2 separate regions of the Hordeum vulgare genome follow, and region 1 is linked to region 2. Evidence: chromatin contacts called from public Hi-C data. All regions are on one chromosome and are shown on one strand. The core of a region is the stretch at or near the end of the contact, and the rest is flanking DNA. Distances in the headings are between cores, read along the strand shown. Region 1 has its middle 22 kb from the start of LOC123406620. Region 2 holds the start of LOC123406353 (CASP-like protein 2C4).

The links. A called contact is a pair of places that touch in the nucleus more often than the background predicts.
Region 1: a contact with region 2 is called in a Hi-C map of leaf, with 4 times the contacts expected there. The contact joins the enhancer-like site here to the promoter of LOC123406353 in region 2. A contact is called at or near these places in 2 of 6 Hi-C or Micro-C datasets (leaf and seedling).

The regions. Positions count from the first base shown.
Region 1 is chr6H:122,980,227-122,987,297 of MorexV3_pseudomolecules_assembly, forward strand. No RefSeq gene overlaps it. Among protein-coding and RNA genes, the nearest start is that of LOC123406620, 22 kb to the left of the region's middle. Within about 2 kb of position 5,100, at least 1 of the 3 cell types and tissues checked has open chromatin away from gene starts, as enhancers often do. A contact at or near this core is called in leaf, where this site is marked.
Region 2 is chr6H:122,706,871-122,713,303 of MorexV3_pseudomolecules_assembly, forward strand. LOC123406353 (CASP-like protein 2C4) reads left to right here and starts at 3,933. Exons shown (of 3, transcript XM_045099859.1): 1 at 3,933-4,462; 2 at 4,571-4,715. The coding sequence starts at 4,128. LOC123406352 (calmodulin-binding protein 60 B-like) reads left to right here. Exons shown (of 8, transcript XM_045099858.1): 7 at 654-843; 8 at 1,426-2,289. The coding sequence ends at 2,000.

The DNA.
Region 1 (7,071 bases), core at 3,850-6,349, 270 kb after region 2:
ACAAGTATGCAAGCTCCAGCGATCCTTCATTGGACTGGTGCAAGCATCTCGGAGTTGGAATATACACTTTGATGAGATGATCAAAGATTTTGGGTTTGTACAAGGTTTATGAGAAACTTGTATTTCCAAAGAAGTGAGTGGGAGCACTATAGAATTTCTGATAAGTATATGTGGTTGACATATTGTTGATCAGAAGTAATGTAGAATTTCTGTGAAGCATAAAAGGTTGTTTGAAAGGAGTTTTTCAAAGGAATACCTGGATTGAGCTACTTGAACGTTGAGCTTCAAGATCTATGGAGATAGATCAAAACGCTTAATAGAAGTTTCAACAAGATGCATGCCTTGACAAGTTTTTGAAGGAATTCGAAATAGATCAGCAAAGAAGGAGTTCTTGACTGTGTTGTAAGGTGTGAATTTGAGTAAGACTCAAAACCCGACCACGGCAGAATAAAGAAATAGACGAAGGTCGTCTTCTATGCCTTAGCCGTAGACTCTAAAGTATGCCATCTTGAGTACCGCACCTGATGTGTGCCTTGCAGCAAGTCTGTTAAGAGGTACACAGAGTGATACAGGATTGAATCACTGATCAGCGGTCAAAGTTATCCTTAGTAACTAAATAGACTAAGGAATTTTTCTCGATTATGGAGGTGGTTAAAGAGTTCGTCGTAAAGGTTACGTCGATGCAAGCTTTGACACTGATCCGAATAACTATGAGTAGTGAAACGGATTCGTATAGTAGAGTAGATATTTGGAGCATTTCCGAATAGCACGTAGTAGCAGCATCTATAAGATGACATAAAGATTTGTAAAGAACGCACGGATCTGAAAGTTTCAGAACCGTTGACTAAAACCTCTCTCACGAGCAAGACGTGATCAGACCCCAGAACTATATGGGTGTTGGATTCGTTGAAATCACATGGTGATGTGAACTAGATTATTGACTCTAGTGCAAGTGGGAGACTATTGGAAATATGCCCTAGAGGCAATAATAATTAGTTATTATTATATTTCTTTGTTCATGATAATCGTTTATTATCCATGCTATAATTGTATTGATTGGAAACAGAATACTTGTGTGGATACATAGACAAAACACTGTCCCTAGTAAGCCTCTAGTTGACTAGCTCGTTGACCAAAGATGGTCAAGGTTTCCTGGCCATAGGCAAGTGTTGTTAGTTGATAACGGGATCACATCATTAGGAGAATCATGTGATGGACTAGACCCAAACTAATAGACGTAGCATGTTGATCGTGTCATTTTGTTGCTACTGTTTTCTGCGTGTCAAGTATTTGTTCCTATGACCATGAGATCATATAACTCACTAACACCGGAGGAATGCTTTGTGTATAAAACGTCGCACCGTAACTGGATGACTATAAAGATGCTCTACAGGTATCTCCGAAGGTGTTCGTTGAGTTAGTATGGATCAAGACTGGGATTTGTCACTCCGTATGACGGAGAGGTATCTCGGGGCCCACTCGGTAATACAACATCACACACAAGCCTTGCAAGCAATGTGATTTAGTGTAAGTTGCGGGATCTTGTATTACGGAACGAGTAAAGAGACTTGCCGGTAAACGAGATTGAAATAGGTATGCCGATACTGACGATCGAATCTCAGGCAAGTAACATACCGAAGGACAAAGGGAATGACATACGGGATTATATGAATCCTTGGCACTGAGGTTCAAACGATAAGATCTTCGTAGAATATGTAGGATCCAATATGGGCATCCAGGTCCCGCTATTGGATATTGACCGAGGAGTCTCTCGGGTCATGTCTACATAGTTCTCGAACCCGCGGGGTCTGCACACTTAAGGTTCGACGTTGTTTTATGCGTATTTGAGTTATATGGTTGGTTAACGAATGTTGTTCGAAGTCCCGGATGAGATCACGGACGTCACGAGGGTTTCCAGAATGGTCCGGAAACGAAGATTGATATATAGTATGACCTCATTTGGTTACCGGAAGGTTTTCGTGCATTACCGGAAAAGTTTTGGGCTCATCTGTAGTGTACTGGGAGTGCCGGGAGGGGTGTCGGGGACCATCAGGAGGGGTGTCACGCCCCAAGGGTTCTCATGGTCTATGGGAAGAGATAAACCAGCCCCTAGTGGGCTGTAATAAGTTCCCACTAAGGCCCATAAGGTTTGAGAAGGAAAAAACACAAGGTGGAAAGAGTTTTCAAGTGGGAAGGTGGAATCCTACTCCAAGTAGGATTGGAGTAGGACTCCTCCACCTCCAATTTCGGCCAAACCTTTAGGTTTTGAGGCTGCCTCCTCCCCTCCCTCCCTCCTATATATAGTGGGGTTTTAGGGCTGATTTGAGACAACTTTTGCCACGGCAGCCCGACCACATACCTCCACGGTTTTACCTCTAGATCGCGTTTCTGCGGAGCTCGGGCGGAGCCCTGCTGATATTAGATCACCACCAACCTCCAGAGCGTCGTCACGCTGCCGGAGAGCTCATCTACCTCTCCGTCTCTCTTGCTGGATCAAGAAGGCCGAGATCATCGTCGAGTTGTACGTGTGCTAAACACGGAGGTGCCGTCCGTTCGGCACTAGATCGTAGCGGATCATGGGACGGATCGCGGGACGGTTCGTGGGACGGTTCGCGGGGCGGATCGAGGGACGTGAGGACGTTCCACTACATCAACCGCGTTTCTTAACGCTTATGTTGTGCGATCTACAAGGGTACGTAGATCGGAAATCCCCTCTCGTAGATGGACATCACCATGATAGGTCTTCGTGCGCGTAGGAAAAAAAAAATTTCCCATGCGACGTTCCCCAACAACATCTATATATAGAGTTATAAAATACAAGAAATGAAAAGGTGTCTGTTTGAGAAGGCACCAGCAACCAACATCGGTTTCCATATGGAAACTGCCATCTATTCCTTAAGCATGGATTAATAGGATTAGTTAACATCGGTTTCCTTCGTCACCACGGCGTGAGGTGTCGTGTGGTTTTTGCTGGCCGTGTGTGACCGATGGTTGGCGGCGGTAGGCTCTCTGATGCATGAGGGATTCTTGCAAGGGACGTCGGCGGGCTGCGATGGTAATGGGTTTGGTGAGCTCCGGGCGAAAGCCTAGCAAAACCTCGGTTGATGCCGGCGGATATAAGTTGTATAGGGATAGGAAAGTGGTTTACCTTGTATCCTTGTCTATCTCTTCTTCTCTCCCTTATCTTTTGTAACCTCCCGAGAGGATCTCTCTACTTGTACATCAAGGCATTGGCCATATATATACATTGCGGCCCGAGACAAATGGTTCTACGCTTCCTCATAAAACGAAAACATATATTATGAAGAAACTCGTGCGTGGCTTTCTCTGGCCCTATTTACCCGATTTGATTCGGGCAAGAGGTCCCTTGCCGCTCCCGCGAGCGGCCCGGGCGCAACTCTAGCCCCCGCTGCCGCCACCCCATGCCTCGCCTCTCCCCTCCCTCGCCGCCGCCGCGCAAAGCCTGTGCGTGCGTCGGCGGCGGCGGGGCTCATCCCTTCCCACTAGGCGTCCGAGCAGTGCGGGACGGCCGGCCCTGTGGAGGCGCCCGACTCGGCGGGACGCGTAGGACCGGCGACGGCTTGGGGTGGCACCGAGGATGTGCGGCCGACGCGAGCTCGGCGAGGCCGACGCGCGCGCGTGTATGCGGCACGGGCGGGGCGAGCTGGACTGCTGGAGGCGGAGTGGCGCAGCCGATGCGCGCGGGGGGATGGGCGGTGCGCAGCCGGCGCGCGGGTGGTGGGGCGGCGCGAGTAGGCGGAGTGGCTGCGGCGCAAGCGGCCGGAGGGGCGGCAGTACGAGGCCGACGGCGTCCTGGATCTGGACACGGCGGCACATCTGGGCCTAGTTGGGCCAGATCTGGGCTCAACGGGCCCACTCGTCCTGGGCTGTCGGTGCTTTGCCGCTCCCGGCAAATACGGTGGTGTTGCTTTGCCGCTCTCGGAGATGTGGAGGATGGCAGCGCGGCGGCGCTGCAACTGGAGGCTGGAGCGGGGCGGCTACGACGGCGTGAGGTGTCGTGTGGTTTTTGCTGGCCGTGTGTGACTGATGGTTGGTGGCGGCAGGCTCTCTGATGCATGAGGGATTCTTGCAAGGGACGTCGGCGAGCTGCGATGGTAATGGGTTTGGTGAGCTCCGGGCGAAAGCCTAGCAAGACCTCGGTTGATGCCGGCGGCGACAATGTCTTTGGATGTCGTTTCCCTCCTTGGAGGCGTCGTCGTGTGGAGCCCCTTCACCTCCCTTATCTTCTTAGTCAAATTCCGGGTGAAAACCTTAGCTCTGGCCTTGGCTGCAGCGGGCATCGACGCGTTCGGTCGATTCCTCCTTGGGGGCGATGCCTTTGGAGGTCCGGTCCCTTGTCAGCTCTGGTGGCTTTGGAGTTTTTGTCGTCGGCCAGGTTTCTGCACGGCCTCGGGGTCGGTGTGGAAGTCGGAGCGGCGGCTCCGGAGACTTCCTCTGCGTCTGGTGTTGCCTTTTGTCGCTTGGGCGGCAAAACCATCGACTCGGTTGGAACGTGGCCTCAGGGCCGGTGTGGATGTTGGAGCAGCGGCTCCGGAGATGGTTGTTGGGTGTCGGCTTCAGTTGTTCTGGTGATGGAGTTGGCGGCTCGTCGGATGAGCGGCCTCAGGGTCGGTGTGTGTTCTTGTTGGTTGTAAGTTGGAGCGACGGCTCCGGAATAGGGTTGTAGAGTGTCGATTTTGGTTGCTCGGGCAACGGAGTTGGCGGCTCGGCGGATGCGCGGCCTCGGGGTCGGTGTGTGGGTAATTTTGTTGTATCAGTTTTCGGTCGGTTTTTCTTATTAACTGACCAATTCTTCTTCTTCTATATAAAAAGGCAGAGCTCCTGCTGGTTCCTTTAAAAAAAAAGTCGTGTGTTTTGAATAACATGTCACTGTCCAAAATGGCAATAAATAGTGGAAGTAGCATTCGAGTCGATCCTCTGAACGGGAGCATAAGTTTCTCTTCGAGTTTTCATGTCTGGTGATGTGGCATGGCACGGAAGATACATGGCCCGGTCATGGTCAAGACAACAAGTAACACGTTGGTGGACTATGCTCCTCCCGGAGGCATTATTTGTTGCATTCAATCCGATTGAATAGACCCAGCCAGCACCCAAAACTTTTCCAGATTTGAATGAAGAGGCTGATGGCGCGTTCCTCGACCGAGCCCAACCAAGCGTGACCGGCTGCCCTCGTCAACAAGCTACACCCTCTTCCTCCTCGTCCTGCCTTCGCTCCCCGGCTCTCCTGATCATGTCTCTCTCGCGCGCGCGATGACCAACTATATAACCACTCCTCGGACGAGCATGGAGCAGAACGAACAAGCATCATCAGACTACGTGTATACACCACAGGGGGCAGGGCGCACTGATGGCAAGTGTTGTGCGGCTGCTGGCCGGCAGCAGCCTCGTACTGCCGGCCAAGTCGCGGTCGCCTGGCCGGAGCGGGCTGTGCTGCCGGGCGAGCCTGCGCGGCGTCGGAAGCAACAGCACCAGTGCCACCACGTCCGACCAGCGGCAGGTGGTTAGCAGCAGCGTCGACGAGCTTACGCTCGGCCGGGTAGACCCCCTCGTTGCGGGCGCCGAGGATGACGTCGTGATCGGAACGGGGGACGACGGCGCCGCGGAGGAGGCGGAGAAGCTCCGCGCGGTCGCGGAGGCGGCGGCGGACCGGGTCGAGATGCACGACATCATCGGCAGGCAGAGGGACAACTGGAACCACCTGCTGCTCCACTCGACGAACTCCCTCGCGCTCGCCGCCTGCGTCATGGCCGCGCTCGCGCCGGCGTCGACGAGCCTGCTCGCGCTCAAGGCGTCCGCGGGGTTGCTCCTGGCGTCGGCGGCCGTGACGATGGCGGCGGTCAACAAGATCCAGCCCTCGCAGCTTGCCGAGGAGCAGCGCAACGCCACGAGGCTGTGGAGGCAGCTCGAGCGCGACGTCCGCGCAACGCTCGCGCTCGGCGCGTCGGCGGCGACCAAGGACGACTTCTTCTTCTTCCAGGAGGCCGTGGAGAGGGTGCTCGCGCTCGACGCCGCCTACCCGCTTCCGCTGCTCCCCGGCATGCTGGAGAAGTTCCCCGACACAGTCGAGCCCGCGCGTTGGTGGCCGAACAAGAAGTATCCGGCTCGTCGGAGCGCGTGCAAGAAGTCGCCGTCCAAGTCCAACACCACCAGGCATGGCGCCCGGCGAGCTTCGATGACCGGTGGCAACGGCTGGACCCTGGAACTGGAAGAGGAGATGAGAGGCATCGCGAGGGTGCTCAAGGCCAAGGACGAGCAGGAGTACCTGTCATTCGGTAAGGTGGTGCTGAGACTTAATCGAGGCCTCGCGGTCGCCGGCCCGGCGCTGGCCGGCACAGCCGCGATCGCCGCAGCGTTCATCGGGTCCGGCGATGCCGGGACGTCTTGGGCATCCGGGGCGGCGGTCCTCGGCGGCGCTCTGGCCGCGGCGGTGAACACGGTGGAGCACGGCGGGCAGGTGGGCATGGTGTTCGAGCTGTGCCGCAACGTCACGGGGTTGTACCGAAAGATCCAAGACGACATCGAGGAGAACCTGGAGGAAGCCAACGTCGAGCAGAGGGAGAACGGCGAATTGTTTGAGACCAAAGTGGCGTTGCAGCTTGGCCGGAGCCCGTCAGACCTCAAGCACTTCAACGAGATGGCCTCGCCGTCCTTCAGGGACGAGGACATTAGGAATTTTGCCGGGAAACTTTTCTAGTCTAGGTAAAACTACTACTCCCTCCGTCACGGTTTAGAAGGCACAGTTAGACTTGCGTGCGTTTTCAAAATAGACAAAGATTAAGGCACGTTGCATTTACTTCTAGCAGCTAATTAGTACTTCGTTGTACTACTTCTATATGCATGCGTAGTGTAAATGCTATTTTTTAACTCATTTCACAGCCAATCAATAACCACCTAGGTCCTAGAAAATTTGCATGCATGCCTTCTAAACCGTGACGGAGGGAGTAGTCATGGTGGTGCAGTGTTGACTTTGTGGGGCTGGAATTAAATAGCATGACATATTTATTGGTTGTTTAATCAAATAAACATAAAATGGGACTCAAACTCAAAATA
Region 2 (6,433 bases), core at 2,683-5,182:
TCTTGCTTGCCCTGCCTACCATTGGAAATGCTACATGGAAGGAGATGTTCCAGAGATTTTGTTTCCGGTATTATGGTCGGGTCTTTTAGATTTTGGAAGTTCAGGGATCGTTAGTGCTTTTACTATGGTAGGAGAACAGGAACGTCATGTATGCAGGAGTATTATCAGGAGAAAGGAGGAGAAAAACCTCCAGGGCCCTAGATCTGGGAAAAGACTACCAAGAAACTGCGATTGAGGGAATAATATGTAGATGTCTGACTTCATCTTATATCACATTGGTCTTGATCTGTCCACACACCCTTTATATTCCAAGAATGGTGGCCATGGATAATGTGTATTAACTATTAATATCTGGTACCGTTATATGTTTTTAATGCACTAAATGCTCATTAGGTACGTTAAACCCTTAGGTATAGCCTGTTTATCCGAAGTATAAGAACCTTTTCTGGCCTTACTTTTAACTGCAATAATTTCTGAGATGTGCTACACCCTATGCTTAGGTGTGTTTAAGCAATCTGTGACATGAGTTTATTTTTCTTATTTTTGAGTAACTTTTTTTTTCAAGGAGCAAGTTTGGCTTTCTCTGCTCTAATTAGCAGGATTGTTTTTGTACATAAAATCTTGACTGATTAGAATATTACTGTTTGCTACAGCTCTTTGCTGATGGGCTGGTGAAGAAAGCATATGATAATTGGATGTATGTTATTGAATATGATGGTAAAGCTCTCTTGAACCCTAAACCGAAGAAAAAGGCTGCATTAACTAGTCAACCTGAGGCTCGTGCTCCTGCTGCATATGTACAGCGCATTTCTTCAACGAGTATGCCAGGACCATCTACAGCAGGTAAGTAGCACACAAGTGCTTAGTTACAGAATTCCAAGTATTTTTACGATTTTACTTCAGAAGTAGGAAAATACGACTTAATGCGTTGGAAAAACTGAAACATTGATTTTGTATTTAAGGCTGGCCATAGTGGTGGTATCTTAGCCGATATCATGCACTCGGGAATAGCAAACGTGCTGATGTGTCAGAGAATTAAAGAAGAGAGAGATGGGTAGAGTAACATAGGTTGATACCGTATCATGTTAAATGCTATGCTACTTTGTGTCATGCATGACAATAAATAAGATCATATATGATATTACTCTGATACTATGCATTATAAAGGTACCATCATACACTAGTATAATATGCATGATATTAGTATATGATACTTCCCACTATGAGCAGCCTAAATATATACTCCCTCCATTCCATAATATAAGATCTTATTACATCTTATATGCGAGGATATTGGATGTAATAAGGTCTTATATTATTGGTCGGAGGGAGTACAAATTAAGCAAATGGTGTATGAAATATTTTATGATGTCACTGTGGAATAGCAGTTTCTGAAAACCATATGTTTTGTTTCATCTATTGCAGGCTCAAATGGTTCTATAGGGTATGATGGCAACCAGACAGCAACACAGTCTGTTCAGCTTCAGAGTTCATCTGCTAATGTGCCGTTGCCATATGATGAGGCCTTTTCATTTTTGCCGCCTACCATGTTGATGGGTTCTAATCAAGGAACAGCAAGTGATGCCATGGGTCTGGAACTCAGCCAATTGCATCACACAATTTCTCAAGCCCATCCAATTCAACCAGCAAATGTCAGCTACGATAATTGGCATCACAACCGTGATAGTCAGTATGCTGATGATTTCACCGAAGACATTCGCATGAAAAGCCACCAACTGCTCGAGGGTGAAGACATGCAGCAGCTGCTCAGGGTCTTCAATATGGGTGGAGCTTCTCCTGGTTTGCCAGACGAGACGTTTTCCTACCAGACCTACATGCCATCTCCATTGCCAACCCCAGGCTTCGAAGGTGAGCCCAGCCGTCCATCGGGCAAAGCCGTTGTTGGGTGGCTCAAGATAAAGGCCGCTATGAGGTGGGGAATATTTGTCAGGAAGAAAGCTGCGGAGAGAAGGGCACAGATTGTTGAGCTGGATGATTAAGATCTTGGCGTGTGCTCACTGTTAGTTGAAATCTCAAATACCAGCTGCTGTTGCTGCGAACTAGTTCTTTGGCTCACATATTCGTCGTGATTGCCATTGAAGCTAGTTTTCTGTAAATCTACAGCGAGCAGCTCTGCTATCTTGTAAAAAAATGCCGACCCGCTTCCTTGTATAATTTCAACATAAATTCTTGTTTAGTGCCTTTTCCGTTTAGCTTAATTTGTGCAGAATATTGCTGTAGAAGACGATGTGAATTGATTTGAACAGTATTACGTTTTTGTGGCTGTTACTTGGTTGGGGGTCCATAACTACTGGAAGAACATGTTTGTAAGGCTCAGTAATTTTGTTGAAGTGGTGCATCGGCATTATGTTCTTGGCCTCTTTTATCAAGTGATCATACAGTGACCATTTGTTGCAGCCGGGCATGTCATTTATAAGAAGTTGAGCTGATGGGACGTGGAGGTCTTCCAGTCAAATGGAGGGCAAACTGAACCACACATTTTTTTTTCCTTTTCAATAGTCACTAATTTTCTCGAATGCCAGCTTACGGACGGAAGATACGGAGGTACGTGTCCACACCTAACCTAATTAGCCCCTCTCCCCTTTGATTTTTTTCTCCTAATCATCCTCAGTCCGATATCTTTTCTCCCTAAGATTTGTAGTAGATGCAGCGTCTTTTTTTTTTTATAAGATTTTAATCGTAGTTGATGTTTCAAGTTGCTGTGTATCGTATTCGAGGTGGTTGACGCTTGATGCAGTCTCGTTGACGCCCAAAGCTGCGAAGGCTACCCGTAACTGTAAGCAAACGCAGATGGCTACACCCCCTTTCACACCATGTTCACAATCTCTGTCAATGCAGCGTATACTCCCTTCGTAAAGAATATAATAGTGTTTAGAACGACATCCCAAGCAGGGCCTTAGGGAGGTAAAACGTGAGGATGCCACGCATATTCACACATTTCCTAATGGGTGAATTCCCATTTATGTTGCAAATTTCCTGTACAAAAAAGGATTGTGGATTGCTCTTCACTTCATTCAACTAATCTGGTTAATTCTAAAATCACATCAGTTTGGCCTACCTTGTTAGTTTTGAGATTATTTTCTCATGCTCATCGCTTTGAATGATTTTTTAGTTGCAGCTTTGAGTTTTTCGTTTGTCTTTCTTCAGCTCATTGTCTTAAACTCTGCTAATCGTGACCAGATCATGTCTCTAGATATGTGAGTGCACAATACAGAAGAGGAACAGGACAATTCCATACTGTTGGCGGCATCAATTGTAAAATTTACCATGAAGAATGCATCATGACGTGACAGAGAATAGAGTAGGGTGAGTTTTTTTTTGTTTTTGTTTTTGCAAAACGTAAGGAGGGTTTATTTGTATGCTAACAAGTCAAGTATGCAAACCAACCTATGATTGAATGGTTAGAAGGACAGTGGTATCCCTTGTCCACAAGAGTTTAAGTTTCATATTTAACATTCTTGTTGCCGTTTACCTGAATTTATTCCAAGCATTCTAGCAACATGCGTTCACTGAGAGGGAGTGAATTGTGAAAAACCATTACATTGAAGCGTGGTTCTGCAGAAAACACTTTTTTACGAAATCTTTGCAGATATCACTAATTTTTATCCTAATCATTTGCAAAAAACACCTAATCGCCTCTTCGCCCCTTTTAACCTCTATTATGACAAGGGGGCCCGTTTTTTGACGACCTGGCGTAACGGCCAGTAACTCACGCCGTCTCATGACGCTGTCCAGGAACACCCGGTTGAGCCGCTGCTTAAGATACACGTGATTAGAGCCATATTGAGAACCCCATATTGCCCAACTTAAGATACACGTGATTAGAGCCATTGTGTGGTGTATTATTGGTTGATGACATAGACACTAGCATACGATAATCAAGCACACAAATTGCTGGTCATCCTCTAAAAGCCATGGCATTTTATAAAGCTGCCCAAAGGTTCATAAGCATACGTGCAGTTACAGTGAAGCCCATGAAATTCAACGCAATTTGGTGAAAAATTTAAATCCCATACAAACATGGCGGCCTCAACGCTCACGTACTACTTTCGAGCCCCTTTGCACCACCGCAGCCAGCCCCCATCAAAATTGATGGGAGCCGATGGATGGATATCGGTGATATAAAGCACGCGCTCTGGCCCCCAACGCTTTCCGCGCGCGCTACCCCGCCAGAGCGTTCACGTCCGAAGGCTCCACAGAGCTCCCCAAAACGTCGGCCGGGAAGCGAGGCGGAGACCGATCGAGCGAGGCGGCCGGGCGACATGGGGGCGGTGGCGAGGCTGCAGGCGGTGGTGGCGTCGGGCAGGGCGGAGAGCCTCCTCCGGGGCGCGTGCGCGGTGGGGTCGGCGGCGTCCGCGCTGCTCCTCGGCCTGAGCGCACAGACCAAGACGGTGTTCTTCATCCGGAAGAAGGCCGTGCCCAAGGACGTCGAGGCCCTCTGGTACATGCTACGCGCCCACGCGCGCCCCATGTTCGGCCACGGATCGATGTAGTGCTACCAGGTTTCGCGACGATCCTGATCGAATTCTTGCTGTGTGAGTGTGACCAGGGTGCTGGTCGTGGCGGCGGCCGTGGCCGCGGGGTACCACGCCGCGCGGCTCCTCAAGCGGCTCTGCTCCGGCGGCCGCTTCGCCGGCGGCGAGGACCGGGGCTGCGCCAGGGCGGTCGCGTGGGCATGTTTCCTCCTCGACAAGGTAACCAACTACTACTACTAGCTGATTACTTTTCGGTGAATTGATTTGTAGCTTCAGTATAATCAGTTAGCTAGACTAGCGGGTCGTGGTGATCGTCGATCCAGGAAGGAAGGAAGGAGGAAACAGGCCGGCCGCGTGCGCGTGCTTGGCGCCCAACCGTTTCCCATTAATACGCTACGCATCGAATGGAATTATCGTGAGCCGGCTACAGGCTACAGGCTACAGGCTACAGCGACGGGCGTGTGCGTGTGCGTGGACACTCCGCCGTCGCTTTTACCCACGGCTAGGTAGCAGCAGGAGGACGGTAGTGGTGATGGGCCTTTCTGCCTGTCGTTTTTGATCGGGCAGGCCAAACTTTTAGCCAGTTAAGGCCTCGCTTCCTTCGACCTTCCCGTCCCCATTTCCTCTCTCGCCGGTCGCCGCCGGCGAGCGAGCAATCTCCCCCGTCTCCGGCGCCCGTCTCAGTCGCCGGTTTACCATCACCCTCTGCACGACAATGGGTTTTTACTCCTCTACCGAGAGGTGATCTGTTTTGGGTTCGTCTCGGGTTGTCGCTCCGCGCCATCTCCCACTTTTATTTTGCACTTCGCCACCAATGCCGCTGGAGAACTGCATCGTATGGTTAGGAAACCGAACCAGGACAGCTTTGCTTTGCAAGAACTCCTTGTCGCTTTAAGTTCATAGTTCTATCCTAGGGACATGTTATAGATATAATCCGGCACGTCATGTAGGCACTGAACGGCGGAGAAGATCAGAAGAGTGGTTGCTCACGTGATGTGCTCTCGCCAAATATAATTCCGTACCACAGTACATCGTTAATCGTTTGATGGTACGGTATGGAGAGGAAGGGTCATAACTCATGCGGTTGCAACCGTAACGGGGTCGTTTCTGAACCTTAACTCGCGACGCGTAACAAGAATCTTGATGGACTGATGGCCGCACTGCTAACGGCAACAGCAGAACACATTAAGAGCAACTTTAGCAGAGTCACCGGTTCGATCTGCATTTTTTTATTTAGAAAAGGAGGTTTACCCCGCCTATGCATGTGGACGATACATGCAGCCATTTTATTAATTATTTACAAAAACCTTATAAGTAGTACATTAGTTTGTCCGAAGACACCATCTTAGCAACAACTGTCGCTACTCCCAACCACTTGATGAAAGGATGTCGATAGCCCGAGCCTATAACCAAACAAACATTGTACCAAAGCCTAACATCTAAAGCCAGAGGCACCAACCGAGCCACATACTGGGTTTAGGGTACAAACCGGTTCAATACACTCTCATGTGTCGTCGCCGTCATCTTCCACCAATACATCTTCAGAGTAGAAACTAACACACCGACTTACCAGACCTCTCTGCCATCGACGCCACCATGACGTCACAAAGTGTCCTCCTGCGCGAGTCCATCTCCGCGCATCAGATGCCGAGTCTCCGCTACGCCATGCCGTCGAGATCCACCGCCATCAATGAGTAAGATGAAGCAGCGCTCCACCAAAGAAGCCGTCCACTGGTCTCTTGAGCCCGTGTACACCTCCAAGAAAGACGTCCCCAAGAGGAAAACAACATCTGGCCGCCGTCGTCATCCGATCTACTGATCTAGGGTTTCCCCCGGAGGTAGCGGATAGAGGTCTTGAGCTTCTCCACAATGATGCCCTTAAGAAGGTAACGACACAAAAGAGTGTCGCCATCCCCGGTCTTAGCAACAAGCCGAGA